2 separate regions of the Bombyx mori genome follow, and region 2 is linked to region 1. A link is a contact called in public Hi-C data. All regions are on one chromosome and are shown on one strand. Each heading gives the region's core, a stretch centred on a gene start, on an enhancer-like site or on the middle of the called end of the contact. The rest is flanking DNA. Distances are from core to core; before and after follow the strand shown. Region 1 holds the start of LOC101738717 (heterogeneous nuclear ribonucleoprotein M). Region 2 holds the start of Mpk (phosphomevalonate kinase).

Region 1 (6,892 bases), core at 252-2,751:
ACAATTGTATAATTGTCATACATAATGTTAAGCAGTTAGGATAGGCTGCATACATCTAGATGCAAATGCTGCTTTTCACTTCAAGACATGATATTGAAGTCTCAGTTGTATTGTACAATAGCTGTCCTGCCCTTAAAAGCATGCAATTGATTTGTGACAAGGCAAGATGGTGCCTGATTATTATTTATTTCTATATTTCTTGCTGTCATCAAAGAATTTAAAACCGTAAAAGTAGTTTTTTATAAGAAACAAATTTAGTATATAATTCCTTAATAAATCTACAAAGCCAATATCCACATCCTGCTTAACACAATATTAAGCATAAGGTCAGATTTCCATGATTGAACTTTTCAAGTCAAACATTTCTAATTATGATTGGTTGTAATGTTATATTTTTCTTTAAGTTATCATTTTTGGTTGAGTTGTCTTTATATTACAATCTAAAAGATAATACTCTAGTGAAATTATAAACAAACATCAACATGTATACAATTTAACAATAAGTAAATCCGACCTTAAGCTTCTTATATCACACACACGGTTACACAAATAGACACAAATCAAGCATTGGTCAATTAGATATTTTTAACCATTACATACTTTCTCTTTGAACAAATCTTTCAGTTCCGTCCAACGAAATTCGTATGGTATGTTTGATACAAATAAGCGCCTGCTCTCGGTGCGATCTCGGTCTGACGACCGGTCTCTGTTGGCGTCTGAGAACCTCGATGGCCTATCACCGCGTCTCGAGCGGTCGCGTTCTTTTTCTTTCTGAAGATCCATGTCACTAAAACTACGAAATTAATCAATAACTCTTAGAAAAGTACAAAAATTGTACACCGTAAAGATTAGCACAACGTTGGTGCCACCGGCTAAAAATTTCACGAATTTTAAGCTGATATAATTTAAGTTAGGTATTGCCGTAAACAGCAATCACATGATAATTTATGTAGGAACTCACGCGGAATTTATACTTGTTCAGAGTGCAAAGTACTATTTACAGTGGTAGTTGTATTTAGCTGTTGTAAGATTTGTAGCTACAAAATTACAAACCAAAGAAATTTTGGAATTTATGTAGGTACCTAGTCAAAACACGATGCACCTTGAAATTGAGTAGGGATAGCAAGCATTAAGGTTGACAATACAACGATTATTTAAATCGATATACACCAATAGGTTTTCTTTAAATTGAAGTACCTATCTTCCTTCCTTTCTGAGCCCGTGCTCTCCCAACCGCACAAGCGAAGCTAGAAAGGCTTTCGTACCAAATTATCTATCTTCTTCTTAAAAAAACAAGAGTAAAACCCGCACTTTTATTCAAATAAACCCGCACTTTTATTCAAATTTGGGGAAACAACCCTCTTTTACAGCCAAACGACATGCCCTGTGGTTTCACCACATTTCATTTCTATTTCATAAAGAATAAAACACGTTGCAGTTCCTCAAAAAAATCACTCTCTAGTACATAATTTAGTTTAGCTCTTAAACAGAAAATACCATGTGTCTAAAACATTACGATTTATCGATTTATTGCAGAATCGTGTTCGGTTAGAAGCGTTAACTAAACGATTAAAATGATATTTTCTTCACCGTTACAAAACGAACTGAAGAGATTCGAGAATTAATATCCTTATTAAGTACCGTACTATCAAATACGTAGGTAGCAAAGATGTTCTGCCAAGCTTGATACAGATGTCTTCTTCTTCTTCTTAATTTTGGCTCGGCACGATACAGATGTCACTAGCATTACACATAACAGGCGATAGGAAAATAGTATGCAAGGAAAACTTTTTAGTTTGTGGAACTATTTGCACAAACGCATGCCAATTAATATTGCATCCGAATGAAAAATGATTGTTAATGCATGTAGTTTACATTAATACGAAACTAAATGCGAAATTAACAATAATACGAAACTAAAACTTACAATTTTTTCAGAGACTTGTCACAGTTTAATGTAAACTCAATAAAGGCAATCGAATTCTACAGTATTTTAGCCATATTGCGCACAGAAGTTTTAACGATCTTTAGATTTTATTGATAGTAAAAGTAAAATGCTGCAAACCACAAGCGTTACTAAGTAATCAAAACCACAGCTACGGTTTTTAAAATTTGAATAGTACATAATAGATTATCCGACTATTCATTCATCATTAAAATAATATCGACCCTAACCGTAGTAGCAATATTTTCACCAGAACAATCCTCAACGTCATTTGCAAGCTGTGAACGTCCTGTGGACTATGGTATAATGTTTCTGACCGCTTAAAAAATGAACATGCAATTTGATTACTGGTGGTAGGGCATAATAAAAGCCCGCACGAGTTTAAATATCATCAAATTATTTTATCATCATACCTATCATCATCGTGCCTAAATATGCCGTGAAGTGGACATATTTCAGTTTTTACACCAATAAATAGTTATTTAATTTTAAAGTCTTCAAGTATTCTATGTTATTAGGCTACAGCATAAATATCGGTAGAACTTTTATGAGTTTGTTTGGTTCCGATAAATATTATTTCAGTGATTCATGTCGATTCTATCTCTAGTTATATATTTTTGTTAATGGTCACGTTCCAGTTTTACCCATAGAGCTTAGTAATCCAAAAGTACCACCTCTCTATTTAGGCAAGTAGTAAACTAGCGCACTCTCTCGGTTAATTCTCTTACTTCGATGGCTGTCACTTGTATACGCACACATTGATATGTTTGATTGTATTGCTTCATAAACATTTTTCGCCTACGATAGCCATGCAGGAGACAATCTGTGCTACGTTTTTGACAAAATAATTAGTTTTTAAATTCACATATTATGGAGCAGGCCAAATCTAATTCACCCAAACTATTTGTGAGCACCGCAATAGAAAATAAGGATGAAGTGGAAGAGGTACTTTTTAAAATTTCGTATTTTCAACAAAGAAACGTTAAGTCGGCCATGTAAAGCCATAACTTTCATTATTGACACTGGTGGCGCTGATGTGCAATTAGCGCGAAATTTCAAGTTAACACGAAATTAGTTCCACTTGTTATCATAATACTTTTTTTCCTTTTCAGAGGTACGAAAGGGCTTACAACTATTTTCAATCTCTTGTAGCGGACTGCACCGAAAAAGAAGCACATGACGCCCTTAATAACGCAGTCTGTAAAAATCATGAGGAAGTTTCAGTTGGCATGCTCATGTCTATACTTACAGAACCGCAGAATGCTACAAAATGTTACAGAGATCTTACACTTATAACCAGAGATGGACTAACGTGTGTGCTTAATAATCTATCCAATTTAATTTTAGAAAGGTACTTAAAGTTTTCGGACACTACAAGGAACCAATTAATGTGGCTAATAAAAGAGATGATTAGAAATGCAGTTACAGGAATAGATAATGTTTGTTGGAATTTAATGCGATACGCATCCGGAGGCGATATAACACCCAAAAATATTATATTAGTAGAATCTCTGTTGGACATGTTTATTGAACATAGAGGTTGGTTGGATAAGTTCCCTGTACTTATATGCATGGTTGTGTATACATACTTAAGGCTTGTAGAAGACCATAATATACCCCAGTTAATGAACCTAAGACAGAAAGAAGTTAACTTTGTTATCACTCTGATAAGGGAACGTTTTACTGATGTCTTATCTTTGGGAAGAGACTTAGTAAGACTGCTTCAAAATGTTGCTCGCATACCAGAGTTCAATCAGCTTTGGCAGGATATCTTGGTCAATCCCAAATCATTAAGCCCTACATTTACCAATGTGCTACAATTGTTACAAACACGAACATCTAGAAGGTATCTTCAGTCAAGATTAACTCCGGACATGGAAAGGAAATTAGTTTTTCTAACTTCACAAGTTCGGTTCGGTCACCACAAAAAGTATCAAGAATGGTTCCAGAGACAATATCTTGCCACACCAGAGTCACAATCACTAAGAAGTGATATGATAAGGTTTATTGTTGGAGTAATTCATCCCACTAATGAACTTCTCTGTTCTGATATAATTCCCAGATGGGCAGTGATTGGTTGGCTCCTTACAACTTGTACGTCAAATGTAGCTGCATCAAATGCTAAATTGGCCCTGTTTTATGATTGGCTTTTTTATGACCCTGAAAAAGACAACATTATGAATATAGAACCTGCCATCCTTGTTATGCACCATTCAATGAGATCACATCCAGCAGTGACTGCAACATTATTAGATTTCTTGTGTCGAATCATTCCAAACTTCTACCCACCATATGCAGAGAAAGTTAGACAAGGAATATTCAATTCCCTTCAACAAATAATTGAGAAAAGGGTTTTGCCAAATTTGCATCCTCTGTTTGACTCTCAAAAGTTGGACCGAGAATTGCGTTCCACTGTAAGAGAAACCTTTAAAGAATTTTGTACGAATGGGAATGGTGAAGGTGTATCTGGCATACGCGATGAGGGTACTGATGATGCAATACCAAGAGTTGGGTCCGATGAACCAGCATTCTCGGATGATGAAGAAGAGACCATTACACCAACTATAGCAGAAGATACTGATGATGATGATTTACCTTTATCAGAAGTTCGTGCCAGAGAAAGACCTGAACTAGCTGCTGCACTGCCGTTAGTTTTGCGACCACTAGCAGAAACGCTTCTGGATGAGCGAACATCATCTTCCGCAACTGCTTTGCTTGATGCATGCGGATCTCCATCGCCAACGCCGAAAGCTCTCGCAGATCTTTTTGCTGCTGCGGTTCAAGAAGCAACACCTCTACGTATAAGCAACAATCCCGCTCCAGCCGAATTAGATAATGCAATAAATTCACCGCTTTTTTCCATGTTCAATTATCTAATAGACTCGAGTAGTGGAGCTGAACATAAACGGAAACTGGTATTAGAAACGTTCAAAGAAATCCACAGTCAAGGTTCTCTGAGATGTGTCGGTTTTAGCCTACTGTTTTATTTAAGAGTCTGCTACGAAAGAGATCGTCGTTCAGAACGAGATTCGGCGAAAAGACGTAACGTGAAATTCAAAGCTGACGTTTATAAGGACTACTGTAGTTATTTAGAATTAAAATTAGCCGAGAGCTTAGCGGACGATTTCGAAAGGTGCCAAGAATACGACACCAATGTTTTAGTTTGGTTAATACCAGATGTTTATAGAGAGTTCAAAGACCAAGCACAGAATCATATAAGATTATTGCATGCAATCGTATCGACCCTAGATGCGTGTCAACTTCAAAGACTAATCTGTTTGACATTGCAAGGAAATTTAATGATGTTCAAATCGGACGATATCACGACAATGTTGTCGACCAGCCTTGGATGGGAGACGTTCGAACAGTATTGTCTGTGGCAACTGTTAACCGCCCATGACATATCCGTTGAGGATGTTTTACCGATCATTCCGAAGTTATCATTCAAAGAGCATTCGGAGGCGCTCACGTCCGTTCTGTTGATGTTGAAGCAGGAAAGACCGACCGCCGATGTCGTAAGACAGTTGTTCTGTAGAACATACGACGAGGAGGATACATCGGTGGTTTCAACGTTGATGTATTGGTGCCAAGATTACGAAGATAAAGTCGGTGATTTAGTCGCGGCATTGTTGAGTACGCGCTATCCGGGTACTAGTCCGAACAAGCGAAAACGTCCAGGGAAACACAGCATGCCACCAAACGCACCGCCGTCTGCAGAGTTGGTATGTATCAAAAATATATCTATAATGAATTTCTTCATCACATTAATCATCATGTATCGTTGTACCCTTAGCTCTGGACTTAATCATAAACAAATAATATAATTTAATACCTTTCAAAAAGCAAATTCCGGAGCAGTATTTGTTGCAAATAGAGTTCTTAATTATTTTTATCGCAGGGGCTTTTAAAGTCGAAATTTGGAAATCGAAAAAATTATGAGTAGTATACTTTAAAAACTCACACTAGAATTTTTCAAAGAAAATTTGAGGAATGTAACTGGTGGTAGGGGCGTCTTGTGAGCCTGCACGCGTAGGTACCACCACCCTTCCTATTTCTGGCGAGAAGCAGTAATGCCTTTCGGCTTGAGCAGCCATTGTGCTTTTTTCCCTACCTAATCGTTGGTAACTTAAGGAGCTAATTCAACTTAGCGCGGAGGGGTAGGTGAGCTCACGTACTCAACCTGAGAGAATTGCTAACGTTAGCCCTAACAAAAGCAGTACTTCGCTGAATCTACTACTGGATCAGAATCGTGCCCCACTGAGAAGATACTTCGAGAAACTCAGTGGGCTGTGTCTATGGGTTACTTCGCCGGTGATCGGTGCTTTAAGAGCCTAAAAGCACCGAGAGTGAATCTTGAGGATCCGCCAAGACACATTTCAGGCGACGGCGGCTTTGCTTTGCCCCGTCGCCTAGATCGGCAATGAATATTCAATAATACCCCGTGCATACACTTCACTGTATCGAAGTTGTTTTATGTATTTGTTTATTATAGCTTGGTTTTATTATGACAGAACGATCTCACAGCCCACCAATTGCAGTAGGTTGTTTCCGGAGCCCATAAGCGGTATAACGTTCGAAGTTTCAATTGTATAACGGCTGTCTCTCGTTTCAAATTAGAATGCATGACTGCTTCGTGACAGAAATAGACTGGGTGTTTGGTACCTTACTCGTGGGTAGCCACCGAAATAATACCTTTTACCCGTTACACGCAAATAAATTACATTTTTATTTATTATTACAACATAATTGATTATTATTACACGATATCGTTACTGGGTTGTATTCAATTTTGGGGCCAGAAGCGAGCTATTTGGGTTGGTATTTAATTCTCATAACCTTAATGTTACCGTAATTTTAAGTCCAGTAAATTTATTGTCATGACAACAGGCACTTGTCCTATAACTATATATTGGTAAACACTGTTACCTAAATTAGGAGTTATGATAC
Region 2 (7,067 bases), core at 485-2,984, 840 kb before region 1:
TGTGGTTGAAGTAAACAGTTTTAAATATTTGCTTTCAACTAAGTTCAAACTGTTTTTATGTTTATGTGAAAGTTATCATAATATATTTAAGCTTACCATTTTCACAAGCTGCTTTACAAAAGCATCCATAATCTTTGTTTCGCATTTCCTCACTCCATTTTATCATCTCCAGTCTGTATTGTTCCTTATATTCACCCTCACTGAGCAATTCGTTCAAATTCAAATTTTTCTCTTTAGCCCAATGAGTCTTGATAGGTTGAGATATTTTAATTATTTCACACTTATCTGCTAAACTAAGGAACAAATAAGCAGGTCATAATTAAAATTTACTTTGTTAAATTTCATGGTGCTTAATTACAGATATAAGAAAAAAGAAGTTTTTTTGCACACCTTGAAAGAATGAAATAAATAACAACAGATTAGATGTGCAATCACAATAATAGATGGTTTTTTCGCTAAAAGCAATCTCTTCCCAGCAACAACTTAAGGTACAAAATGTGAAAATATATATTCTACTATGATTTTAACAAGTTGAACTCCATGTCCACAGCATACTTTTCCTTAGAGCCGAACCAATATATTAAGAATCCTACAAAAATTGTTGTATTTTTTTGCAAACAGTGTCAAAAAATAACACAAAAAAATGGGTAATTTATGGAAACAGTGACTACACATTATTTTTTTGACAGGCACACAGTGTCCATCACGACTCCCTGGATCTGACTTTTTGGTAATGACAGGGTATCCGCAATGGCCCATTAGCCTAAACAAGGCTGGTGTAGCATTCAACATGTTAATTTAATCATATAAACTGTAGATCTTTAATGAACTTTATAATCTGAAAAGAGTAAGTGGGAGGCTTTGTAATTGAAACTGTTCATCATCAGGTGGATAAGGTTTTTCAAATAGGCTAAATATGTGCATAAAGTCTGCAACCTAATGGTGTTAGAAACTACTCATATATACCACAGAGTTAACAGTCACCAACTTTAAGACATGAAGTCTAAATCTCAATCGATTGTCTCATGATGGTCTCGTCTGCCCACCTAAATGTATTACTGCTCTATGGCAGGAATAGCATCTGTGCAGAGTGTAAAAAGCATCTTGGTACCAAAATTTAAATTATATTTCAAACATTGATAAACAACAAACATTAATAAACACAAACTGTGTGTAAATTTTTAGAATATTCTGTATTTTACATGAAGCTTGTAAATATTTTAAGAAGCAGCAGTTATAAGCAAATAAATAATTCATTGGAGATTGGAATCACACATCCTGTTTATACATTGTTCAATTTTGAAGTTTGTGACTTTACATTAAGATTTGGATTATGAAAAAAGACATGTATTACAAATTTTAAAAATTAATCAGGGGAACAGGAAATTTTAATAAAAGTATGTAGGTAAACTTACATGTGTCTTAAATGATCAGTCAAAAAGTCTTTTCCAGACTTCCTTTTACCACTGAATAACAAGATAATTTTTGGAGACATCTTCCCGAAAATCAACAGGAACAGGCTTAAATGAAAAGTATTTTTATAATGTAAATGTTGTCCGAAATGGAACTTGTTTGTTTTTTAGATTCACAGTAATAGATTTGTTGATTTCACACAGAATCAACCTAAATAATAGAATAATTATATTATACATCAATGTACCAACAAAAACATCGATAGAAAAACGAAATATACTTATTGATAATTACCCTTTATTTGATTTGTTTATTTGTGTTTTGATTTATTTTGCTACCTACCTATTTGACATAGAAGTAAAACGACACCTGTAATCTGTAAAATCGGGAACGCGGCTGTCGTTGTCAATGTCAAATTTACAATCCTAGCAACAATCTTTTCCATAAACAGTTTTTGACAGGTTCGTTTACATGTATTAAGTACGGTGGTGAATTGTTCAAGTGGATTACTACAAAATTTTTAGCGTCTTTGTTTTATTTAAAATGTCAGTAAGATGTTCCACAACTTTAGTTCGCATTCAAGGAGCCATTTCACTGAAACGACTTTTATTTAGGTCTTGGTAACTAAAGATCAACTCACGAAATTGGGAATACTCATAAAAACTCCCGAGGTAAACTCGATAAGAACTGAACTGCAGCTTTTTTTAAGGACTGGTCTGTCTTCCTAGAAACTTAAGTGTATAATCTATGCTAGAAACAATTCGATTAAATAAGGCAACACTTTTAGGAGAAAACTCAGATATTCATTTGGGCCAATGGACTTTGTATCCGGCTAATAAATAAATAAATAATAAATAAAAATAAAAAACTCAGATACGTCTCAAGGCAAGCTCTGGACTGGCACCCCAGTACCAAGCCACCTGAGGCGAACCTGGCAGCGGAGATGAAGACAATCTGGTTAGCCGGAACCGAAGTAAAGCGCATAGCCGAAGACCGATCGGTATGGCTTCTTCTTGAAGCCTTATGCCTCACCTGGAAGCTTTATATCCTTAAACAACAACAACAAATCAGGCAATACTCTACAATTGCACCCATTTAAGTTGAGTTTTTTGCAATTACAATTAGACACAAGAAAATACTGAATTAAATAAATAAAAATTGACTGATTACTTCTTATTTCCATGTATGAATGGGCTCAAAATTAAATAAACCACTATTTGTCATTATTAGAACTATTATTAATATTAAGTTTATTATGCTACTAACAACATGTAAACCGATCCCCTTTGCATGCAGACTCATTCGCATTAGTTTTCAACAAAATAAGTAGGTAAATAAAGTTTTAGTTTAACAAAACTGAAATGTTTTTTTTTTATTTTTTTTTATTGCTTAGCTGGCTGGACGAGCTCACAGCCCACCTGGTGTTAAGTGGTTACTGGAGCCCATAGACATCGACATCGTAAATGCGCCTTGAGATATAAGTTGTAAGGTCTCAGTATAGTTACAACGGCTGCCCCACCCTTCAAACCGAAACGCATTACTGCTTCACGGCAGAAATAGGCAGGGTGGTGGTACCTACCCGCGCGGACTCACAGCAGGTCCTACCACCAGTAATTACGCAAATTATAATTTTGCGGGTTTCACTTTTATTACACGATGTTATTCCTTCACCGTGGAAGTCAATCGTGAACATTTGTTGAGTACGTATTTCATTAGAAAAATTGGTATCCGCCTGCGGGATTCGAACACCGGTGCATCGCTTCAACACGAATGCACCGGACGTCTTATCTTTTAGGCCACGACGACTTCAAAATGTTTATCTTTGTTAGAATTTACTTTGCAATTACCATTTTCAATAGCAGCTTCACTATATAGCTAGAGATTATTCATTTTAAAATTTCATTTCATTATTATTTCTTTATTCTTACGCCATCTATCATTATATTTTGTAACTATTTGACAATGAAATCCCATTCCTGACTATTACTCTGATGAACAAATTGTTTCAAGATATATGTCGGTAGAGGTCTCTAGTAGCCAGGCATTTTAGTAAACCTTACATTTTATTTAAGCTTTGGATCTAATAGTTAAAAACATAGATTATACACTTGTTAAAAACATAAAACTTTGAAGTAGGTACAGTAGGAAGGAAATTATTTGTTATTATGAATTTGGTATTAATTAGTAAAAAAGGGTATTTTCTACTTTATACGTCTCTATGGTAACACAATTTAGACACTTTTGCTTCGAAATATTGTAGTTTGGTAGATGGTCAAGTTAGTCTTTAAAATATTACTCGATAAGCATATTATCGTAAATTTATATTACATATCTACTCACTCTACTTATCATTATATTCCTGACTTTGATTCCATAACAAACATTATTTGTACAATTTTCAATAAAAATGTAATCATGAGAAAACGGTATTAGATATTTGATCGGAAATCGTGATCTTTAAATGTACGAGTAGATATCAGATTTACTTAACCTAGTTTCGGTAATATAGGTAGATAGTACAACGCATCGCCCACCACGAGTTATTATAGCGACTAGGTATAACATATATTATTATATATGACTATTAAATAAATTCGTGCCGACACGAAAAAATGGCGTTATTTGAATGCTGGTCGATAATTTAAATGTAGCAACAACTGCTTTTAGCTTACAACCTTAATTGACTTAAAAATGCTTATCAATATTATATATCCATGTGTACTTTTTACCACCTGAGCATATTTTTCCGTATAAACTTTATTTCAATGCATTAAAATTCTTAAATGAATAACCGATGAAATAACTTGCGCTCTTTTGGAATGCAAAAGGAATTGGAAGCACGATGCACGCTCACGACTTTCTGAACGACTCCGGACATGACATTCCACGTTTCGTTGTAGATCAGAACGGGACAGAATGCGAAAACCCATTTGAAGAAACGAGACAAGCTACCACGAAGCCAGTCCACGTGGACTGCTTAATATCAACACAGGAGCAACGACCAATGGAAAACGGTACCGCTAATGTATTTCTCACCTCCGCACTCACACCAAGTACGCTCGCTGTTTTAGTGTTGGTTAAAGGAGTTTCAACTTAACACACATACCTGTAGAGTTTTAAATCAGACGTCGCGTTAACACAGACCTTTATTTCCAGAACGACTTATAAAAACTGGGTGAGTCAACATAGAATCGTGTTCCAGGGTGATAAGATGTAATTTCGTACGCAAAATATTCTGCGGTTCTTGAATTTAAAACGATTCCCAAGAACACGGGCGCAAGTTGGTGAAGGTTTGAGGAGGCCGCGGTGCAAACTGCATCGTCACAGTGTCGCCCCCTCGCCTCACACCAGGACCCTCCTGGCTTTATAGTAGGCCCCCTGTATATGTGTGCATGTTGAGAGTCAACTGTTGTGCTGAGGCACGAGGTTTTCATAGCTCTGAGAGGTGCATGCAGCCGTTACACTCAACGCTCGTAATATTTTGCTATGGCAATATAATCCCCTTTTATTTTTCTACTTGACCACACAAACAGATGTAATAGAACTGTTGACAAAAAATATTATTAACAATTGTCATTAGCCCAACAAAAAGGTATTTTAAAAACAAAGATTTTTTTCACATTTTCAAAACAACTTACGCGTTCCTATGTAGAGCCATTGCTCGAAAAACGTAAACGATAGGAACACTTGTTTAAAATTAAAATAAGGAAAATAACTCACAGAGGTTACTAGTATAAGATATTACCCAAGGGATTCGTTTACCTGTATTATTAAATAATCTCCAGCTACCCTCGAGCACGTCGAAAAAAATAAAATTTAACGAAGCTCGAATCAAAAGAAGTTCTTAGAAACAAATCGACTCTTTAAAAGCTCTTTTACGATTATGTTTTTGATTCAATGAAAGGGGATCTTTTGTCGACAGCAGACCCGGAAATATTACGTGGAGGCTCCCCCGGGGCTTGCCGTGACGTGTACGAAAGGAAAAGGGCAAGTTATTGCTAACGCGTTCTCGACTACTCCTTTTCGTTATCTCTCATAAGCGGTTGTTTTGAGGAACAAACTTCTCGAGTTTCCACGCTCATGAACGAAGTAAAATATGTTCTTAAACGTAGCACAGACGTTAACTTTGAATATTTTATCTGTATTAAATTTAATCTATGTACATGGACGAGTTCAATTTATTTATATATTTTCAATATTCAATACAACAGTAATATTTTGCATGTAGTTATCCTAATATGACCAAATGAAAGAGCATTTTTTGGCGATTATACCTATATTAATAAGTCGTACTGAGCAAAAATGTACTTATCATTGTCTGATCTATGACCACAGAATTATTAAAACGGGAAGTGAGATTAAAAAAATTCACAATTAATAACTTGATAGTAATAAACTCTAAACTCGATGGAATAGTTTGAAATTAACAAATGATAGACAATAACAAAAGTCCGGAACAATTACGAAAGCAACCAACTAACCAAGGAGTTTTTTTTCGAATAGGGTTGTTTTTCTGGAGCACCTCAACACGCCACGCCGCCTAATGGCCGCTGCCACTGGAATCGGAAGCCTTTTGTAAATAATGTAACATTCGTACCTACGGAGTGGCGTTGAAATGGGACTCCCTCGGTTTATTGCCGCTAATATTTGATTTATAGGACGACTTATTAAACCCGAATGCGGACTGCTTTTGATAAAAAAAAAAAAAACTCTTAGACGCAGATTTGAACGCAACGTTATTAGAGAGGGAATGTTTTCGTTGGCGATTCTGATTTATGTCTTGCGTTTTATTAATTAGATTTCGTCTAGTGATTCGACTCTTTGAATTTATTGATTCGCAAATCGTACAGAGAAATGATTCGCATTGTTAATGTATCCGATGTCTTTCATTAATCTTAATGGTTATTAATATCGAACGTAGTCAAGTATTAAATTAGTTTAATGTTAATATTTTTAGATTGTAAGTTGCTACAGTTACACTCAATCGAAACTTTTAATGATTATACTATATTTATGTATTTATTTATTCAACTTCATGCACAAAAGTACAATGGCGGCAAAATAACATAGGTACCTCGGTTACTACGTAAACTATATTAATATCTCGTCCGTCCATTATACGACAAACTGACATAGTAACATATTATTCACTATTCATTATATAAACTGACATATTATTTCAACTGACATAGTAACTTGTCATCATCTTGGAGCTAATAAAAGCAAGCCTCGTCCAGTTTTAATAAGGTTCAAATGCCATAGCCATCGAAGTGAAGTTTGGAAGAATAAGGTGTTGCTGAAGGGTTCTGGTTTGACGTTGTCTGAATTCTTGACGAAGTCCCGCCATGATACGTTTCTGGGTGCTCGCAAACACTTTGGCCTTAAGCAGTGCTGGACATCAGAAGGCAAGATAGTAATCCAGCTGTCTGATAAAACACGTCGGAAGATAGAGACTGTCGCTGAGCTCCGTCTGTTGATAAATCAGTACCCTGTGGCACCAGCGCCTGGTGATGAGTCTGCTGAAGCCGTGAAAACCACAAAGTTGCAGGTCAAGAATACGTCGGACAAGAGGATCCGTAAACCGCCTAAATAATAATGTTTCACGTTATTTATTTTATGGAAAGTATAGCATAATATTTATTTTTAATTATTTT

What was found. Hi-C and Micro-C count contacts between places; a contact is called where the count stands out from the background.
Region 2: a contact with region 1 is called in a Hi-C map of posterior silk gland, with 1.7 times the contacts expected there. The contact joins the promoter of Mpk here to the promoter of LOC101738717 in region 1. A contact is called at or near these places in 2 of 7 Hi-C or Micro-C datasets (middle silk gland and posterior silk gland).

The regions. Positions count from the first base shown.
Region 1 is chr21:8,649,810-8,656,701 of ASM3026992v2, reverse strand. It overlaps LOC101738717 (heterogeneous nuclear ribonucleoprotein M), which reads right to left and starts at 1,501. Exons shown (of 14, transcript XR_009975948.1): 1 at 1,083-1,501; 2 at 601-793. LOC101738583 (integrator complex subunit 3 homolog) reads left to right here and starts at 2,659. Exons shown (of 5, transcript XM_021350291.3): 1 at 2,659-2,890; 2 at 3,058-5,667. The coding sequence starts at 2,816.
Region 2 is chr21:9,485,913-9,492,979 of ASM3026992v2, reverse strand. It overlaps Mpk (phosphomevalonate kinase), which reads right to left and starts at 1,734. Exons shown (of 4, transcript NM_001046680.1): 1 at 1,708-1,734; 2 at 1,416-1,520; 3 at 97-293. The coding sequence starts at 1,495. LOC134200870 (a long non-coding RNA gene) reads left to right here and starts at 1,997. Exons shown (of 2, transcript XR_009975963.1): 1 at 1,997-2,127; 2 at 2,201-2,775. LOC119630124 (a long non-coding RNA gene) reads left to right here. Exons shown (of 3, transcript XR_005245926.2): 3 at 361-1,410.